2 separate regions of the Dromaius novaehollandiae genome follow, and region 2 is linked to region 1. Evidence: chromatin contacts called from public Hi-C data. All regions are on one chromosome and are shown on one strand. The core of a region is the stretch at or near the end of the contact, and the rest is flanking DNA. Distances in the headings are between cores, read along the strand shown. Region 1 has its middle 80 kb from the start of PGR. Region 2 has its middle 24 kb from the start of ARHGAP42.

Region 1 (4,115 bases), core at 1,124-3,623:
AGAGTTTCCTTTGTTGCAAATGATTGAGCCAGGTTTGGTAACTCGTGTGCAGTCTATTTTATGTCCTTTTGCCCATGAATGTAATTTCTCAGACTTAAAACTTGAAAGGAACGTGTATTTATGTGCCCAGTTTTGTCGCTATGTTTGCTCTTCAATATCTGAATGTAGTTCATAAGATCCATACAGGATTCATTATTACTCAGCTGGTTCTCAGATCCAAAGAACCTGATATAATTCTGAGTTTTTGTAGAATGTCTTTAGAATTTCATATGAATGCAAAGAATCTTCTTAAAATATATGCTTACCTTTTTCATCCCAGACTTTTGCTGTAGAAATGATTTTAAGTAGAGTTTAATCAGTTATATATATGTGTGTATGAAATCAAAGCTCTTCTATTTTTAGTCATATCTACATAATGCTACTCCTGTTAGCTAAAGGAAATCCAGTATTTTCTCATCGGGTAAGGAGTTCTATCTTTTTTAGCAGGAAAATGAGAATTTCATCTTTGCTGTCCATGTTACTAATAGCTACTCAGCTGTAGGTCTCACATAGGAGGTCCATCTTTAACTGTTACAAACATTTTACTATTCTGTTGCCATTGGATTGATTCCTGGCTTACAGACTGGTATGTTTTTCAGTAGAAATTTTGTACACCAGCAGTATTGTCAAACTGTAATGCCTGAGAGGCGATCTTGATTATGATTTGTGGTTAAATTTAAAACTTTTACATTGACGTTGTGTTCATCATCTTTGATTCTGACTAGAACAAGGATTATATTACCAAACAACTTAAAATTCATCCTCTATGTGTAACTGATATCCGAGGTAGACTTTGACAATAGACTTGTTTGCTTACAAGTTATTAATAATGTTATTCCACAATATTGGTTTCACTTATACACTGACTCTGGAAGTCAGCTGGCTAAAAGTAACTTAGAAACTTCTGGAAATTCTCCTTTCTCATTTGGAAATTAACTGTCTGACAAAGAGATTCAGTTTTCTGGATATTGAATTTCTCAAAAAAAAATTTGAATATAGCAATGTCTCTTAAATAATGGACTAGATAAATGGTCAGTGAGGTGGACTGAAAATTGCCTGAACTGTCAGGCTCAGAGGGTTGTGATCAGTGGTGTGAAATCCATCTGGGGATGCTAGTGGTGTCCCCCGGGGCCGATACTGGGGCCGATACTCTCTAACATCTTCACTGATGACCTGAATGATGGGACTCTGTGCCCTCTCAGCATGTTTGCTGGGAGGAGCGGTTATTACACCAGAGGGTTGTGCTGCCATTCACAGGGACATCAACAGGATAGAGAAATTCCTCAACAGGAATCTCACGAAGGTCAAAAAAGGAAAATGCCAGGTCCTGCACATGGGAAGCAATAACCCCATACACCAGGACAGGCTGGGGGCTGACCATCTGGAAAGCAGCTTTGCAAAGAAGGCCCTGGGGTTGCTGGTGGGCAACAGTTGACCACGAGCCAGAAACGTGCCCTTGTGGCAAAGAAGGCCAAGAGCCTCCTGGACTGCATTAGACAGAGCATTGCCAGCAGGTCAAGGGAGGTGATCCTCCCCCTCTGCTAACTCCTGGTGAGACCACACCTGTAGTGCTGGGTCCAGTGCCGGGCTCTCCAGTGCAAGAGAGACATGGAGCTACTGTAGTGAGTCCAGCATAGGGCCACAAAAATAATTGAAGGGGCTGGAGCATCTCTCATATGACTGTTCAGCCTGGAGAAGGCTCAAGAGGATGTTTCATCTGAACACAAGAAAAAACTTTCTTCCTGTGAAGATGGTTGAAACCTGGAACAGGTTGCCCAGAGAGGTTGTGGAGTCTCCATCCTTGGGCATATTCAGAACCCAACTGGACACAACCCTGAGCAACCTGCTCTAGCTGATCCTGCTGGGGCAGGGGGTTGGATTAGACAATCTCCAGAGGTCCCTTCTCACCTCAGCCATCTTGTGATTGTATGAAATTTAATTAATATAATGTTATAACAATAGTTATTTTTTGTTGAGAGTGTTGTGCCTTATTGACATATTGCTGTCTTCAACTTTTCCTGTTCCTAGTTTCACTCCTAAGATTTTTAAAGATGTGTACTTCTGGGCATGTGTTGTGTGTGCTTCTGAGTATGTCTTGTATGTATACACGTACACACACACACACACACACACACACACACATATGACATATATATATGTATTATATATATGCACAGGTATATTTTTATTTATTTATTTATATGTGTGTGTGTGTGTTGTGTGTGTGTGGTGTATGTGTATGTGTGTGTATGTGTGTGCCGGTGTGTGACTATGTGTTGCAATCACTGGTCAGTGAGATCAGATTTCAGATGTTTGAAAGGATTATGTACAGTTAGCCTACTGCTTACTTTTTAAGCAATAATGGGGAATTACTGCCACAGTGTGGTGGATTTTGTTCTTGCATATTCCTTTAAAATTGCAGGTATTTAATTCACTAAACTTTTTTGCCACTTTTATTTTTAAAACGTTTGCATATTGATACAGACTCAAACAAAGCTTTGGCTTACTTTGCACTTGCAATTTACCTGGAACTTAGATCTACCTTTTAACTAAACACTAGGAAGTAGCTTCTATAGTGTCAAACTTTGCTTTTTTGTTTAAGAAGTCATGCAAATGGAAGGTTCAGTTTATACTGCAGATGACACATAAACAGCTCAAAATAAATTTTGTCAGAATACTTGTTGCAACTGAAGTTTTTCTTTGTGATTTTCTGCAGTTTGATCATTCAGTCACTGTGTGCCTGAGAGATCTCCCTGAGATGTTAGTTCCATTCAACACTGCATTTTTTTTTTTTTTTTTTTTGATGGATGTTTTTCCTGGGTAACATGATTGTATCATTGACACATATCACTGAAAGCATGTGCATTGGCACATTCTGTTCATTATTGCTGGCCTTAGATGTCTACAGTCCTTACATCTGTGTCACTAATTAAACCTTGTTGTACCTGACTTTGAGGCTTTTTGTCCAATTCATCTGCCTTGAGCCATGTAGAGTCAAATAAAGGCATTGTGAGCACTGTAACAGTGAACTCAAGCCAAGCAAACAGTGTTCCTACGTCAGGTCGCTACACACTTCAGCTAGAAACATTCTTCAGCCTACTTCGAAGGTATGTGTGCCTGACCTGCATCCAGATAATCTGAACGAGAGGCAGGTTTGAACTTGAATTATGGCTTGTGTTCATGCTTGGAAGGCAGGCTACTTGCGCACTCGGACGCCTGGTCCCAGGAAGAGAGCTCATGGTTTGAGGGACACAGAGAGACCCATCAGTCCATCAGTGACTGATTTGTTGTGTTAACACTGATGCCCATCCAGGTTGTTCCACTGTAAGCACTGCTGTTACAGCCAAAGAGTGCAAGTAAAATACAAATGTGGCTATGAAGTTTGATTTTTATAGGGTTTGCAATGTCAGAGCTGAGGATAAGCAACCCAAAGAAAGTGCTTTGGGGTCCTCACAGTTCTGGGTGCTCCCAGCATCTAAAGAAACGCCCCTTGAAAATTAGTCTGTGGTATGGGGCCCTTTGTAGTACAGTGGCATTCCTGGGCTTCTTCTCTTAAGTCCTTTTTACACTAAATAACTATAAAAAAGAATGAGGACATTAGTTCAGGTTTCCAGAACTGAGTTTACTCAGACAAACTTTTTTTCCCCTTTTTTTAGCAAGATTTCTGGAGAGCTGATGCACCTAGTATAATTAGCCATGACCCTGATAAATGTACTGCACAAAGATAAATATGTTATACTATAATCATTACCCAATGAATACATCTATTTCCTAACCGGACTTGTTAATTTAGGCCTCTGGCCATGATATAACGAATTTATGTTGGCAGGGACAAGGCACTGCTGTGGGAAATTATTGTTATTCAATTTCATTCTTACTTAGGAAAAGAATAGATGGAGGAACATAGAAATGCATTCAGGAATATAAAATTGTTAAAATATTTGCTTAATTGGAAATAGAACAATATTTCATGTATTTATGTACCCAGTTGTGACATTTATGGGGATGGGCTTAGCAGAAGATAGGCTTTAGTAGCAATGAAGTAGAAAGTGTTAGAGAGCCTAACAATAGAGAAC
Region 2 (4,115 bases), core at 734-3,233, 320 kb before region 1:
AGACATCACACAAACACACTTCTATGTACCAGGAATGTCACTAAAAGCAATGATGTTTTTAAAAATCTGATGATGCTACAAATTTGCCAGATCTCAGTACTATTAAACAGTGTCTGTTCTTTGCCAGAGTCAAGGTTGTTAGTAAAAACAAACAACAGAAATGGGAAACTTCCAAATGATGCTGTTCATTTGTTTCACCACTTGAATGCTTTTGTCTTGTCTTAAAAGAAGCAGGATCTAATTCAAATGGTAAGAACTACAAAAGCATCTTTAATCTATAAGCCTGTCAAGGAAAGGGCTCATGTATGTATGTGTTCATATATTTTAAGAGGAAGGACTTTGACAAAATCAAAGCCTTAATATCTTATACTTCAAACACATCAATCACTTTCTATTTTTAACATATATAAAGTTCAGGAAGATTTTAATGGTCATGTCTTTTCATGCTACTTAGCATGAGTACCATCACTGTACTCAGAGTCCCAAACTACACTTAGTTGTCTACTATTGTACACTGACCCGATCACATTAACATCTTCTGCTCTCTGGGCCCATCCATCAAAGCAATGCAGATCCCCTCTTCTACTTCAAGGATCCTAGGAACATACTATAATAGGGAAGGGAAGGCAACACTGACTGATCAGCAGGCACCAGTAGTGATCCTCTTTACTCTCTGCTAGCTACAACTTTGTCCTTGTTTATGTTACACATTTGGCTTCTGCTCACTCCACAATTTTAGAATATCAATATGCTGCAACTCATCATTTTTTCCAGTCCAGTTAGCTTCAGTAACATAATTCCGTGTGTGACTTGGAGTGAGGAAAGAACAGGTCATGTCAAGTAAAAGTGTTTTAATTCTAGTACCAAAAAAAGTTTTGTTTAGAAACATCCCCTGTAAAGTCTATCTGGTGCTAATTAGATTCTCCTTTTAAACTGTTTCATATTAGACAATCATAAATTTTAGATACTTTTTGATAAATATATTCCTTCAAAAATCAGAAACTGTGCTGGATGATATAACTCATATTATCACATCTGTTTTCCTACCCTGAAATATCTTTGCTTTCCTGACTGCCTTCTGACTATGACCAGTAGAGGGCATTTCAGGACTGAATTATGTGCATACAAAACTAAAAAAGACTAGCATTTCTATCACAAATAGTAATTTGCTTATATTAGAGGAATCTATGTTTGAAGCTTAATAAATATTTTAGCATAAACTCTGAAGATTTCAATGTAAATATCATATCCCTAATATTTAAGTAAAATGTCACATGCAACATTTATTTGAGTAAGTGCTCTGTTTTCAAATTTGTTTTACAAAATTGTTTATTGTGCGTATACCACTGAACCACTGTAAAAATGACATTTAGGCAGTTAAATGCATAGGCACATTAAAACTTAATATATAATTCCCCTTAAGTAGGGGGGAAAATTATCTGCATAGAAGTCAATCATTGCAAGATTTTATTTTAATGAGCAGAAGGCCTATTTCAGCATTATTAACCATTTAATTGCATGTCCTTTACTTCAATTATGAGATTATTTATATCAGGTTAAATCTGTTTTTGCAAATTGGCTGATTAAAACCAAACGAGATGCTCATCCTATCTTAAAAGATATACCTCTTCATATTGTCATGCGAGTTTCAGATGTGGTTCTTCAAAGTGAGCTGCAAATCTGAATGGGATAAATACAATATTCAATACAAGTAAGCACAAATGAAAACAACTGCTAAAAATACAGCCTTACTAGCCTGGTGTTAAAAAGTGTACACCCAAATCTGCTTGCACAATTGCATGCCCAATTACATTAGCTGGGCTTTTTGAATGTGGATATTCAGTTACATGCCTTCATTTGAGCTTATAGTTATGCTAAGGGTGCTTGTGTAAGTGCATGCACGCTGTTGGGAGTCCCAGGCTGTAAGTGGGTTGCTGACACAGACTGAGCAGAGTCAGCCACAGCTGTGCCCTAATTAAGGGTTTCCTCAGGTTACAGCATTTTAGTTTGTTCCAAGACTGAATGACAGAGCTTTTTACAGGAGTTTCCACAGACTCAGAGTGAGAACAGGGGAGGGACTCCAACAGCAAAGCAATAGTGCATGAGGATGCTGCCTAGCTGGCCCTGGGATAAGATTTAGATGTGGAAGAAGGCATCCATAACATCACTTCTTTAGCCTTCTAACAAAACTTTGAAACTATAGTATGACCTACTTTAATGTGGCTGTCATCTTCCACTGCATGACAAGCCACCCTGTCAGAAGCATGTATTCAGCATCATTCACAGTTTAAACTGTATTTCTGTATTTTGTTAAACACAAATTCCCACACTTGGATCTGTAGCAAAGTATTATTTTGGGGAAGAACAGCATTAGAGTAAGTTGTGAACCTCCATAATTTCAATAAAGTGGTCCTTTTTTCTACTTTATGGAAGTAAAAGAAGAAAATATTTCAAGCTTTCATCACACTGGTAATTTAAACAACCATTTAAAAATAGATGTGCCATTTTCCCCTGAGGAGATAAAAGGCTCTAGAATAATACGTGCCATATGCTAGCCATAATCCTTAGTTGCACTGCTGGCTGGCAATTGTTTTGCGGAGTGAAAGCAGATATATATGTATATGTGTGTGTGTCTGTATATATATATATATATGTGTGTGTGTGTGTGTGTGTGTATGCATATATATATATACACATTTATATAAAAGAGTTTATGACCTTGCTGGATTTTCCTTTAAAAAAAAAAAAAAAAAAAAACAAGTTTTCCAAACTACATATTTCCATATAGCTTACCACTGAGAACCTGAAAAACCTGTTCTCATGCAAATCTGTCCTGAAATAATATTGCTTTTGGCAAGGCATATTCCTGGGGGAAATTCCCAGTCAACTGAGTAGAGTGATACTGATCTAATGAAAAGAAAACTATAATGATAATGACAGAAGGAAGAGTGCAAATGGCTACTCAAAGGTATTAAGTATACGTGCCTGATCTGGTGGGGATCAGGCTTCACTCTCAGGGTGATCTGGCTAAATGAGGAACCTGCTTAAGGTCACCTTCAAACTCCACCTAAAGATTAGCCAACATTTTAAAACTATGACTCCACTGTGCACTTAAATCACCAGCACAGGAAACTAGATATGGATTTTCAGTTACTTCAAGTGAAAAGAGACCATGAAGTTCAAAGCACTGGATAAAAAACTGGTTTTCAGAAGCTAAGTCCTAGAAAAATGATTGTGATAGCAGAAAGACACCTCAGGTGTAAACTCACAACACACCCAAAGCAGCTTAATGACAGGCTGCCAGCGAAAGGGATAGTCCTGCTCTCCTGCCCACCCCGGCTGTGCTGCGTTTGCCTTGGAGCTAGTGGCAGCAAGGCCACAGCAGGAGCTGCACCCACCCCCTCGCTGCTACAGGGCTGCTCCATGAGGGAGGGTGAGTCGGGAGCCAGGGCTGGCGATGGCATGGTCAGTGCCATCACCCACCAGGCACAGGCCTGCAGCACCTCAGCAGGGTGGGTAAAGCAGGGTGCTGGTAACACCGGCAGCCCCAGACAAGGTCAGTCGAGCCCATAGGCCATGCAGGTTGCCCACTCAGAAGCAGCAGGAAGCAGGGCCAGAGATATGAGGGTAGAGAAGATTACATAGGCTTGAGGTCCACCAGAAGACAGCACCGGAGACAACCAACCTACAAGACAGATCTGAGTCTATCAAGAAGACAAGGCCAGAAGCACCACAGCAGACAGATACACCTATGGCACAGCTCAGGCAAGGGCTGATTGCCCAAGCCTGAGCTGAAAAGCAGCTCCTAGACCAAGGGGCAGAGGGCGTGGGTGGAAGTCCCAGGTGAGGCTGGTCAGGGCAATTAAGGTGTATTAGTGTGCTCAAGGCACTGACATTTATATCATGGAAAAATCTGGTACTGAAAAGAAGGCTACACAATCACCAGGAGCTCTTGCAAATATAAGGATAGGTTGTTTGACTTTAGTGTCTTTAGAATATGCACCAGCCAATTACACTTCTAGTTTATAAATGAAAACATTTTAAGAGCTAAACTGAAGTTTATCTTAGTCTCCTATTGCTGAAAACTGTAGCTTGTACTGATACCCTGGCTCCCT

What was found. Hi-C and Micro-C count contacts between places; a contact is called where the count stands out from the background.
Region 2: a contact with region 1 is called in a Hi-C map of ovary, with 5 times the contacts expected there. The contact joins two enhancer-like sites. A contact is called at or near these places in 2 of 4 Hi-C or Micro-C datasets (brain and ovary).

What each region holds. Positions count from the first base shown.
Region 1 is chr1:204,410,594-204,414,708 of bDroNov1.hap1, reverse strand. No RefSeq gene overlaps it. Among named protein-coding and RNA genes, the nearest start is that of PGR, 80 kb to the left of the region's middle. Within about 2 kb of position 2,373, at least 2 of the 2 cell types and tissues checked have open chromatin away from gene starts, as enhancers often do.
Region 2 is chr1:204,728,034-204,732,148 of bDroNov1.hap1, reverse strand. No RefSeq gene overlaps it. Among named protein-coding and RNA genes, the nearest start is that of ARHGAP42, 24 kb to the right of the region's middle. Within about 2 kb of position 1,983, at least 2 of the 2 cell types and tissues checked have open chromatin away from gene starts, as enhancers often do.